Linked DNA regions of Sus scrofa: region 2 is linked to region 1. The links are chromatin contacts, called in public HiChIP or PLAC-seq maps. All regions are on one chromosome and are shown on one strand. The core of a region is the stretch at or near the end of the contact, and the rest is flanking DNA. Distances in the headings are between cores, read along the strand shown. Region 1 overlaps RABGAP1 (rab GTPase-activating protein 1). Region 2 has its middle 35 kb from the start of STRBP.

Region 1 (4,729 bases), core at 751-3,250:
TTGTAAATGGTAATACAAGTAAAACAAAACCACTTTGCATCTTCTTACTGTGAACCTAGCTTGTTGGTATTGGTAGGCATGCAAAATTTAGGTAAAGCTATGCTATTAATAAAGAGGTCACTTTTTTTTTCTCAGCTTTATTTATGTATCATTGACAAAAGTTGTGTGTGTGTGTAGTGTATAATATGATTTGATATACTATACATTGTGTGATGATTTTCACAGTCCAGCTAATTAACATATCCATCAAGAGATCATGTTTTCAGATTTTGTTGTTTTAATCAGAACTTCTATCTCAGAGTCTCACAAGCCTGTGTGGTTTGTTTTTGTTTTCAACTTCAGTCCAAGGATATTTATCTCTGTTTAAAGTATCACAGCCCTTTTAAAATGGGTTTCCCAATCAAATCCCCAGTGTCTTGGTTTGAGCTCTATGCTGCTTGCCATTGTGTTAAAATAAGTGCCCGTTTCAGAGTAAAAGGGCAGATGTGCCACCTAACGTCGGCGATGCCACTCTGGCCAGACCAAGTCTCCCTCAGCATGTGGAAGAGTGAAGCTGCCTTCCATGATAAAGACCTCAGAGGTCTGGTCCTTTGACCCAAATGCCCTTACCTTTCTAATAATCATTGGTTACCCTTTTCGCATTTGTTACTTAGTCTGATTTGCTCTTTAGCTCTGCTTTATTCTCAGTGATTTCTTTGCTCAGCCCACCTCCATCATCTGGTTCAACAGAAGCCCGCCCGCCTTCGTGACAGTTGGAAGGCTTGCTACAGTCACACCATGCCTTAAATAATGTTTGTAGTGCCTTTTTTTCTATTTTGAAAACTAGGCATTTTTCCAGGTTCTCAGGCAAATATTTTTCCATAAAGCTATGGACGATTAGGTATTATTATAAGTGAGTAACGTCTGTAAATAGACATGAAGTGAAGTAGCTTTTGGAAGTATTTTAGGTCTTACTGCATGTATTATTACTATAGTACTTTAAGAATTACTTCAAACCTTAGAATATGTAAGGTTCTTCTGTATCTAGCCATGTTTTTAGCATGAAGAAAGAATGAGGAAGAAAAACATTTTTACTAAAATGAAGTAACAGCTAAGGAGGTTAAATGATTCAACAAAGGTCTCATAATTTGGGAAAGATGAAGCATACACTTGAGTATCATATCAGCCTGTTCCCACTCAGTTCAAATCCTGTCTTCCCAGCAAAGCCTATTCCTGGCTCCGTCAGGCAGATGCAGGCTTTCTTGTTTCTTCTGTTCCCACAGATCTTTCTTTTTCGTTTTACATTTATTGTATACTGGTTGTGTGGAAGAACAGGAATATTGTCTGACATAGAGTAGACTTTGTTAAGTGTTTCTTGGTTGAGTCAGTGAAATGTTACAAAACACAGCTACAGGTCTGAGTTACTGCATATCTCTACATTCCTAGTCCTTCAGAGTTCAGAGTTGAAGGGCGACTTTAACAGTGAGAAAACTTAACAACGTATGTTTGTGATTCTTCCCCTTCCCCGCTTCCCTATCTGTTACAGATGCCTGAGGAACAGGCATTCAGCGTTCTGGTCAAGATCATGTTTGACTATGGCCTCAGGGAACTTTTCAAGCAAAACTTTGAAGATTTGCATTGCAAATTTTACCAGTTGGAGCGCCTCATGCAGGTAAAAAGAGAATCCGGCTTGCATTTACTACAGGAGTACAGGACTAAGAATGGGGTGATGAAATGATGCCAAGGAGCAGCCGTGGATTTCCTTGGCCGTCCAGGAAAGGACAGATTTTATGTTTTTCATTTCTCACTGTGTAGTGATGACGCCAAGATTAATAAGGTGTTAACTAATGGGTGTGAGCTGGTTTTCAATCTCATAAACACCCAAAAGATCAGATAACTTTGTAGGAGCCTTTAACCACAGCAAACTCGGTCAAGAAATATTCACCAAGGCTCTGAAGCTGACTGGTTAGGAATCTCGTAACAAAAGCGAAACGAACATTCCCAAACATTGCATAACTTGGAAAGAAAAACTGTCCTTCCAAATATTTGTCACCATTTTGGGGATTCCTCTTTAGAGCTGCTTTATGGACTGGAAACGAGAGCTGAGTGCCAGGTTAATAGCAGATGATAAGTGTTCTTCTGAGCACTTTGGCAGTTTCGGGATAAACACAAGAATGTGACTTTCTTAGCCTATTTCTGGCAGATTTATGAGCCTCCTTAGTGGGAGTTAAACAGCTGCATATGTGCCCCAAACTAATTAGTTTGCTATTTCAGGAATACATTCCTGACCTGTACAACCACTTCTTGGACATAAGTCTTGAAGCACACATGTATGCCTCCCAGTGGTTTCTTACGCTCTTCACCGCAAAATTCCCTCTCTACATGGTCTTCCATATCATCGACCTGCTTTTATGTGAGGTATGTATAAGAGGCACCGCACTTTGGCTGTCGTTTGTAGGGTTCTTCCTCTGTCAGTTCTGTTGAAGATAGAATTTGTTCTTTTCAGTTATTACTGGAAAATTCAGGCTTAAGTGACTTTTCCTTGGGCGGAAGCTAGTAAGTGTATTTTGTTCAAGGTTCTCTCTGCTGAAAAAAGAAACATGGCAGGCATTTGTATTCGTTTATATTAGGCTTGGCTGCATTGAATAAATCCAAAATAATAAATCCAAAATAACAGTGACTAATTAAAGTAGAGGTTTATTTTTCTTTTCTCGTGTAAAACAAATCAGAAGGTTGGCAGTAACATGCCTTCCTCAGAGTACGACTTACTGCTGATTAGAGCTCCAGCCACCATCTATCTGTGTATTTAAGCTACAAGGTTTAGGGGTCGGGAGAGGGTGCATCCCCTCTTTTTAAGGAAATTTCATGGATGTTCCACCTGTCTTTCCATTTAACCTCTTCTTGGCCAGAACTTAGGTACATGATGTTACCTTGTGGCAAGGGAAAGTTTTTATCTTTGAGCTATATAGAGATATGCTAAAACTTAGGGGTCTGTTACTGAAAGAAAATAGATGTTATAGTAAATAACACTCTTTGCCTCAGCATAGTTTTGAATTTTGGGCTGTGTTTGTGTGTGTGTGTGTGCGTGCACGTGTGCACCTAAGCAGAAAAAACAATTTCCAAAAAAAAGAAAAGTTTGTTATAAAAACTATAGAACGTGTAAGCAAAAAGATTTTAAAATACTTCTAATCCTGCTATCTAGAGGGTAAGTACTTTTTTAGCCTTTTTTGTGTGTGTTCATATATGTTTATGTGTAATTTCTATATGGAATAGTTTTTTCGTATGGAGTATTAATGTAATAATGTATATTATGGTTTTATATATATATAAATACATAAAAATATGATTATGCTATTTGGTAACATCTTTTAATTTCTTGCATTCGAATATTAATAGACACGTACACATATATAGCATCCTTATTTTTTAATGATTCCATATTCAAAACATACAAAGATCCATTAAGAAATTTATATCTTCTCCCCAGCTTGAAACATAAGAAATAGCATTACCAAAGTACTGTTATTCTTAACTTACTGCCAAGTATTCCATTCTTTCGATATTTTGTATATACTGTACTTTATTTAACCAGTTCCTAATTTCAAACCTTTGTCTCATTTTTCACTATTATGAGCAACCGTTTGTTATGTAGTTACTATGGGCCTTGGTAGCATGCTAAGGGATTTACATAAGCTTTTCAACTAGCAAGCTCAGAAAACCCTTGGGAGAATATTGGTTATGGAAACTGAGTCCCAGAAACTTTACAAGTTTAACTTGGTCAGCAGATGTTAGTGCCTCCCCTCATCAGACCTTTGCCCCGCCACTCCTGGAATGATTAGATGAAGAAAGGCAGACTGGAGGGAACTCTGAGATTCCAGCTCTGGGGCGGAGGGCTGATGACACAGTGCGGGTTGTGCCTAGAGTGAAGCAGCACAGCATGCAGAAAGAGCCCCCAGGAGCTCTTTCCTGATAGATCACAACTTTTGACTCAAATGTTTTAGTTTGGAAGCATAGAATACTTTGGAAAGCATTCTTGAATGTGAGAGTAGATCTAAAAATAAGCTGTTCTCTCAGAAAAATGGGAGACTGGGTCTACTTTGCATGGTTTTTCAGTGGTGGGTGGTTTTTACTCTCTAAGATATTTTCAAGCTGTGCCATTTCTTAAGTTTTTAAATGTATCTAAAATTATGGGGTGTTCTGAGACAAACAGCCTAATAATCCAGACATAAACCCTTACAGTGTTTTCTGTGTTTTCTCTTTTAGGGAATAAGCGTCATTTTTAACGTCGCCCTTGGATTATTAAAGGTACTCATTTAGTTATAAGCTGGGTTGTCTGGCCCCCCTTGCAGGGTCTTGGTCTCAAGCTCATTCTGAGCAGCCACTGTGCCCTGGCTTTGTTCCTGACAGTGGACATGTGCAAGTGGCTCTGGCCGAAGCTACGAAGTACCTGCCGGGGCCATAACGATGCTGGGATTATAAAATGCCTCTTGGGCACCTTCCTAGCGAAAACCTTTTTCTGTGCATGGTTGTCTTTTCTCCTTTCTTCCAGACTTCCAAAGATGACTTGCTGTTGACAGACTTTGAAGGTGCCTTGAAGTTCTTCAGGGTTCAGCTTCCTAAGAGATATCGCTCAGAAGAAAATGCAAAAAAACTAATGGAATTAGCTTGCAACATGAAGGTAAAATAATTTTTGCATTAATTTTGATTCTTTTGTTCAATTGATGTCTCACTCTTCCTGATCAAACTATCA
Region 2 (4,508 bases), core at 1,008-3,507, 240 kb after region 1:
GACTCTGATCTAAATTCTTTCTGTGTGATGACATTTAAGCTACACGGCCACCTCGGAGGAAGGTGCTGTCATCGTCTCCAAGGGACAGAGGAGGCATCCAAGCCCAGAGGACTTAAGGCACTTGCCCTGTGCCCCTCGGCTCGAAGTGGTCCAGTGCGGAATGACTGGGGGGACCTTCCCTGGTCCCTCAGGAGCGCCACACCTGCACAAGCCAGGGGAAAAGGGAGACTCAGCTGGCCCAGGGCCCCTGCATGCTGCCTTGGGCTAGCAAACCGTCTTCCTGGAGGATTGGAGGATGGTGAGAAAAGAAAACAAAGGAGGCTGCAGAGAGGGGCCGGAGCTCGGAGCCTGCCCTCCTGAGAACCTGCCCGGATCTCAGGTTGGTGAAGGTGAGTGCGGGGTCCTGGGAGGAGCAGCCCAGGTGGGTGTGAAGGGTGTCAGGTCACATGACAGTTGTGGCAACAGTCTCTCCCAGCCAGACAGCCCCTTACAGGTTTCTAAGCTGTTCCTTAGCTGCGATCTCATGTCCTCTTCAGGATCCCTTGCTCCAACCCCAGTGACACGGGAAAGCATGCGTTCAACACATCTGCCCAGGCTCACAACCAGAGCTGGGACTTCAAATTAGGTGTGTGTGACCCTGAGTGCACTGCTCTTTCCATGGCCTCTTAGTCCTCAGTCAAGGTGCAAATCAAGCTTGTTCTCCTTGAGGGAGGAGGAAAGGCAGTGGGGAGCCAATGTTGTTAAGTCAGGCTCTCGGTTTGTACCAGAAAAATCTCATTCCACCCTCATCACCGCCTTATGAGAAAAGGATCATTGGAATTCCCATCCTGGCTCAGCAGAAAATGAAACTGACTAGTATCCATGAGGACGCAGGTTCGATCCCTGGCCCTTGCGCAGCAAGTTAAGGATTCCGCATTGCCATGAGCTATGGTGTAGGTTGCAGACACAGCTCAGATTTGGCATTGCCGTGGCTATGGGGTAGGCCAGTGGCTACGGGTCCGATTCAACCCCTAGCCTGGGAACCTCCATATGCCTCAGGTGCCACCCTAAAAAAAAAAAAAAAAAAAAGGATCATTATCCCCTTTCCAAGTTGGACAAAACTGAGGCCCAGAGAGGTTAAGCAACTTAGTCAAAGACACACAGCATGGAATCGAAGAGCTAGGATGAGTGTCCAGTTTGAAATGGCTAAAATGTAAAATCTAGCAAGCAGATAGGAGAAGCCACCGACAGGAGTGTAAATTAAGTTTTGACAAGTTGGGTATGCCAACTGCACTGTTTACCTACAACCTCCGAATCTACATGCACTTCATTCCAGAGATGCCTCACAGCACAGAACCGGAGGCAGGCTGCCTGAGAGACCTGCAACACAGGCAATTCACCCTACAGCAGGCGTGAAGCACAGAGCCAAGGTCATAAGCAGATGACACCCACTGAGACGGCTGAACGGCTGGCTGCAGGCATAGTGGTCCCTAAGGCTTGAGCCGGAAATGATGCTAAGGCTCTTGTGCAGCAGTCCCTGGGGGCTAGGCATGGGCAGAGATGCACAGGGCCATCTCAGAGGACAAGAAAGGATTTTATTAGCCGCTGAAATCTCAACTGTTTCATGAAATTTCATTTGGCCTCTAGGGAAAAGAACTAGCTGTGATCCAACAAGGGCAAAAGCACAGATGCGGGGGGGAAAAAAAAAAACCCTCATCTCTTAAAAATGCAAAGGCTTGAAGGTGCTTTCCAGAGATTTCACTGAGATAAATTCCGTGGTGAAAGAGACATCCGTTCAGAAAGGAAGAACGCTTCGTGGGAATCACAGGGCAGGTTTAAGAAAGATGTTTTTCTCGGAAATATGAGAGTGAACTTGCAGTGACTGTTCAAGTTAGCTTCTAAGGAGAGCTAGAATTCTCCTTATTACATTAGAAAGGTTTGGAATTAATAGGGAATCCACCATGCAGTTAGGGCGGAAGGCACAGAGCAAAGACCAAAGGTATTTAAAAATTAAAGACCAAAGGCTACAATTGTATTTTATCTTTGCAGTTTCCCAAACACACGCACGTCTATTACACCACACGATCTACGCTACCCTGATGCAGCAGAAGAGTGGCCAGCATTACACGTTTTCTTTCTTTCTTTAAAAAAACACAAAAACACAGCTTTTTGGAGCTATAATTCACATACCATACAGTTCACTCGTTTAAAGCGTACAGTTCATTAGTTTTTAGTCCATGCACAGAGTTGTGCAACCACCACTATCTAATTTCAGAACACTCTCGAAAATAAACCCTGTATCCATTAGCAGTCATTCCAAATTCCTTCTTTCTCCCAGCCCCTGGCAACCGCTAATCTACTTTCTGTCTCCATGGATTTACCTATTCTAGACATTTCCCATTAATGGAATCATACACTCTGGGGTGTTAATGGGTTGAATTGGGTCTCCCCCCACATCCATATGTTGAAGTTCTAACCCTCAGTCTCTCAGAAAGTGACCCTCTTTGGAAAGAGAGTTGTTGCAGATGTAACTAGTTACAATGAGGTCTTTAAGGTGTGCTCTGGTCCAACATGACTGGTGTCCTTATAAAAAGGGAACGTTTCGATACCCTGTGAAGATGAAGGCAGAGATCCAGGTGATGCTTCTACAAGCAAAGGAACACCGAAGATGGCCAGCAAGACGGCAGAAGCCAGGAGACGTCCTCAGAAGTAAGAAAGGCTGCCGACACGTTGACCCTGGACTTCTGGCTTCCAGAACTACAAGATGATAAATTTCTCTTATGTAAGCCATCCAGTTGTGGCACTTTATCATGGTACTTTATTACTATGGCAAACTAACACACATGGTTTGTTTTTTGTTTTTTGTTTTTTGCTTTTTAGGGCTGTGGCATATGGAGGTTCCCAGGCTAGGGGGCGAATCCCAGCTACAGCTGTTGGCTTACACCACAGCCACAGCAATGCCAGATCTGAACTGTGTCTGTGACCTACACCACAGCTCACGGCAACACGGGATCCTTAACCTACCGAGTGAGGCCAGGGATCGAACCTGCAACCTGATGGTTCCTAGTCAGATTCATTTCCACTGCGCCACGATGGGAAGGCCCACTTGTGGTCTTTAGAGACTGGCTTCTTTCACTTAGCATAATGTAGCCAAGTTTCATCCATGTCGTAGCATGTATCAGAACTTCAACATGCTGATGACCAAATAATACTCCATTCTATGGATTTTATTTTATTTATTTTTACAGCCACATCCATGGCATATGGAGGTCCCTGGGCCGGGGACTGAGCCCTAGCTGCGGCCACACCAGATTCTTTTACCCACTGCACCAGGCCAGAGATTGAGCTCATGCCTCCACAGCAACCTGAGCGGCTGCAGTCAGATTCTTAACCCACTGCCACAGCGGGAACTCCCATTATACCCAATTTTATCATATCGCTAGAAACAACATTTATCCATTCTTCAGTTGATGGAATTTGGGTTTCATTTGCTGTCGTGAAAAATGCTGCTACGAACATTCAAGTACAAATTTTCATGTAGACATGTTTTCATTTCTCTGGGGCGTAGACATATTTCTCTGTTCCAGCTGCAGAAACTGAGGCCCCATGAGGTGACTTGCCCAAAGCTACCAGCTAGCACATGGAAGAACTGTCCCTTCCAATCCAGGTGTCTTTGATTTCAAACACAGAGGTCTTTCAGCTATCTTAGGCTACACACACTCACACTCATGCAAATTCGCTCATACCTACACATCGCACAAGCACAAACGATGCTCAAAGTTCTTTGAGCCCGCTGATTTGTCCCAAGTGCAGAAGTTCAGCAAAAGCAATCAAACAGAAGTGGTGCGCTGCTGAGGGAGCTAGGAAACTTCCAAAGAATAAATAAGTAAGGACATTGATTTGAATATCACCGAGGGAAAGCCCAAAAACATTTAAAGGAGTATAAAGAGGTTAGTGGAGAGCAAATGGCTCAAATGTGGCCTTCAGTAGCATGCACACACTGCTATTGATTGCGACGAGGAGATTTCTGGAAACAAATGCACTTTACCAGAAGAATAGTATGCCAGTCAAAGATGTTTATGTGAAGAGAGCCGCATTTGAAATCTGTACAGGGCTCTGCCCTCACCATCCAGTTACTCAGCGCGGGCGGGAGCAGCTTACATAAGCAAACTTGCTTACGATGGATGGAGCGAGTGCAGGAAGATTTGATTTCACCGTTTCTGTGAGTGAGCAGATCAGAAGCTATTCTGAGCAGCCTCAAAGGAAAAGCGCCAGAAATCATAAATAAAGAAGTAGTCAGGCATGTCCAGTGGCCATATCAAATGGGACATTCCTGCAGAATGTGTGAACATGGTGTCTTTCAAAAAAGACTCTTAAAAAAAGAAAGAAAAGAAAGAGAGAAAAGAAAATACCTTAGTAGCTGGTGACAATGGCATTCGCTACAGTTAAAACCTAGCAGAAGTGACCTGGGACATAAAGAAAAAAGTAGCGGAGTTCCCGTCATGGTACAGCGGAAACGAATTCGACTA

The links. HiChIP or PLAC-seq counts read pairs in DNA pulled down with a chosen protein or histone mark.
Region 2: a contact with region 1 is called in an H3K27ac HiChIP or PLAC-seq map of skeletal muscle. The contact joins two enhancer-like sites. A contact is called at or near these places in 1 of 47 Hi-C or Micro-C datasets (skeletal muscle) and 1 of 2 datasets of contacts at active chromatin or transcription factors (skeletal muscle).

The regions. Positions count from the first base shown.
Region 1 is chr1:263,993,066-263,997,794 of Sscrofa11.1, forward strand. RABGAP1 (rab GTPase-activating protein 1) reads left to right here. Exons shown (of 26, transcript XM_021074563.1): 16 at 1,526-1,651; 17 at 2,254-2,397; 18 at 4,243-4,284; 19 at 4,529-4,657. Among named protein-coding and RNA genes, the nearest start is that of GPR21, 42 kb to the left of the region's middle. Within about 2 kb of position 2,001, at least 14 of the 83 cell types and tissues checked have an H3K27ac peak or open chromatin away from gene starts, as enhancers often do. A contact at or near this core is called in skeletal muscle, where this site is marked.
Region 2 is chr1:264,228,379-264,232,886 of Sscrofa11.1, forward strand. No RefSeq gene overlaps it. Among named protein-coding and RNA genes, the nearest start is that of STRBP, 35 kb to the left of the region's middle. Within about 2 kb of position 2,258, at least 2 of the 83 cell types and tissues checked have an H3K27ac peak or open chromatin away from gene starts, as enhancers often do. A contact at or near this core is called in skeletal muscle, where this site is marked.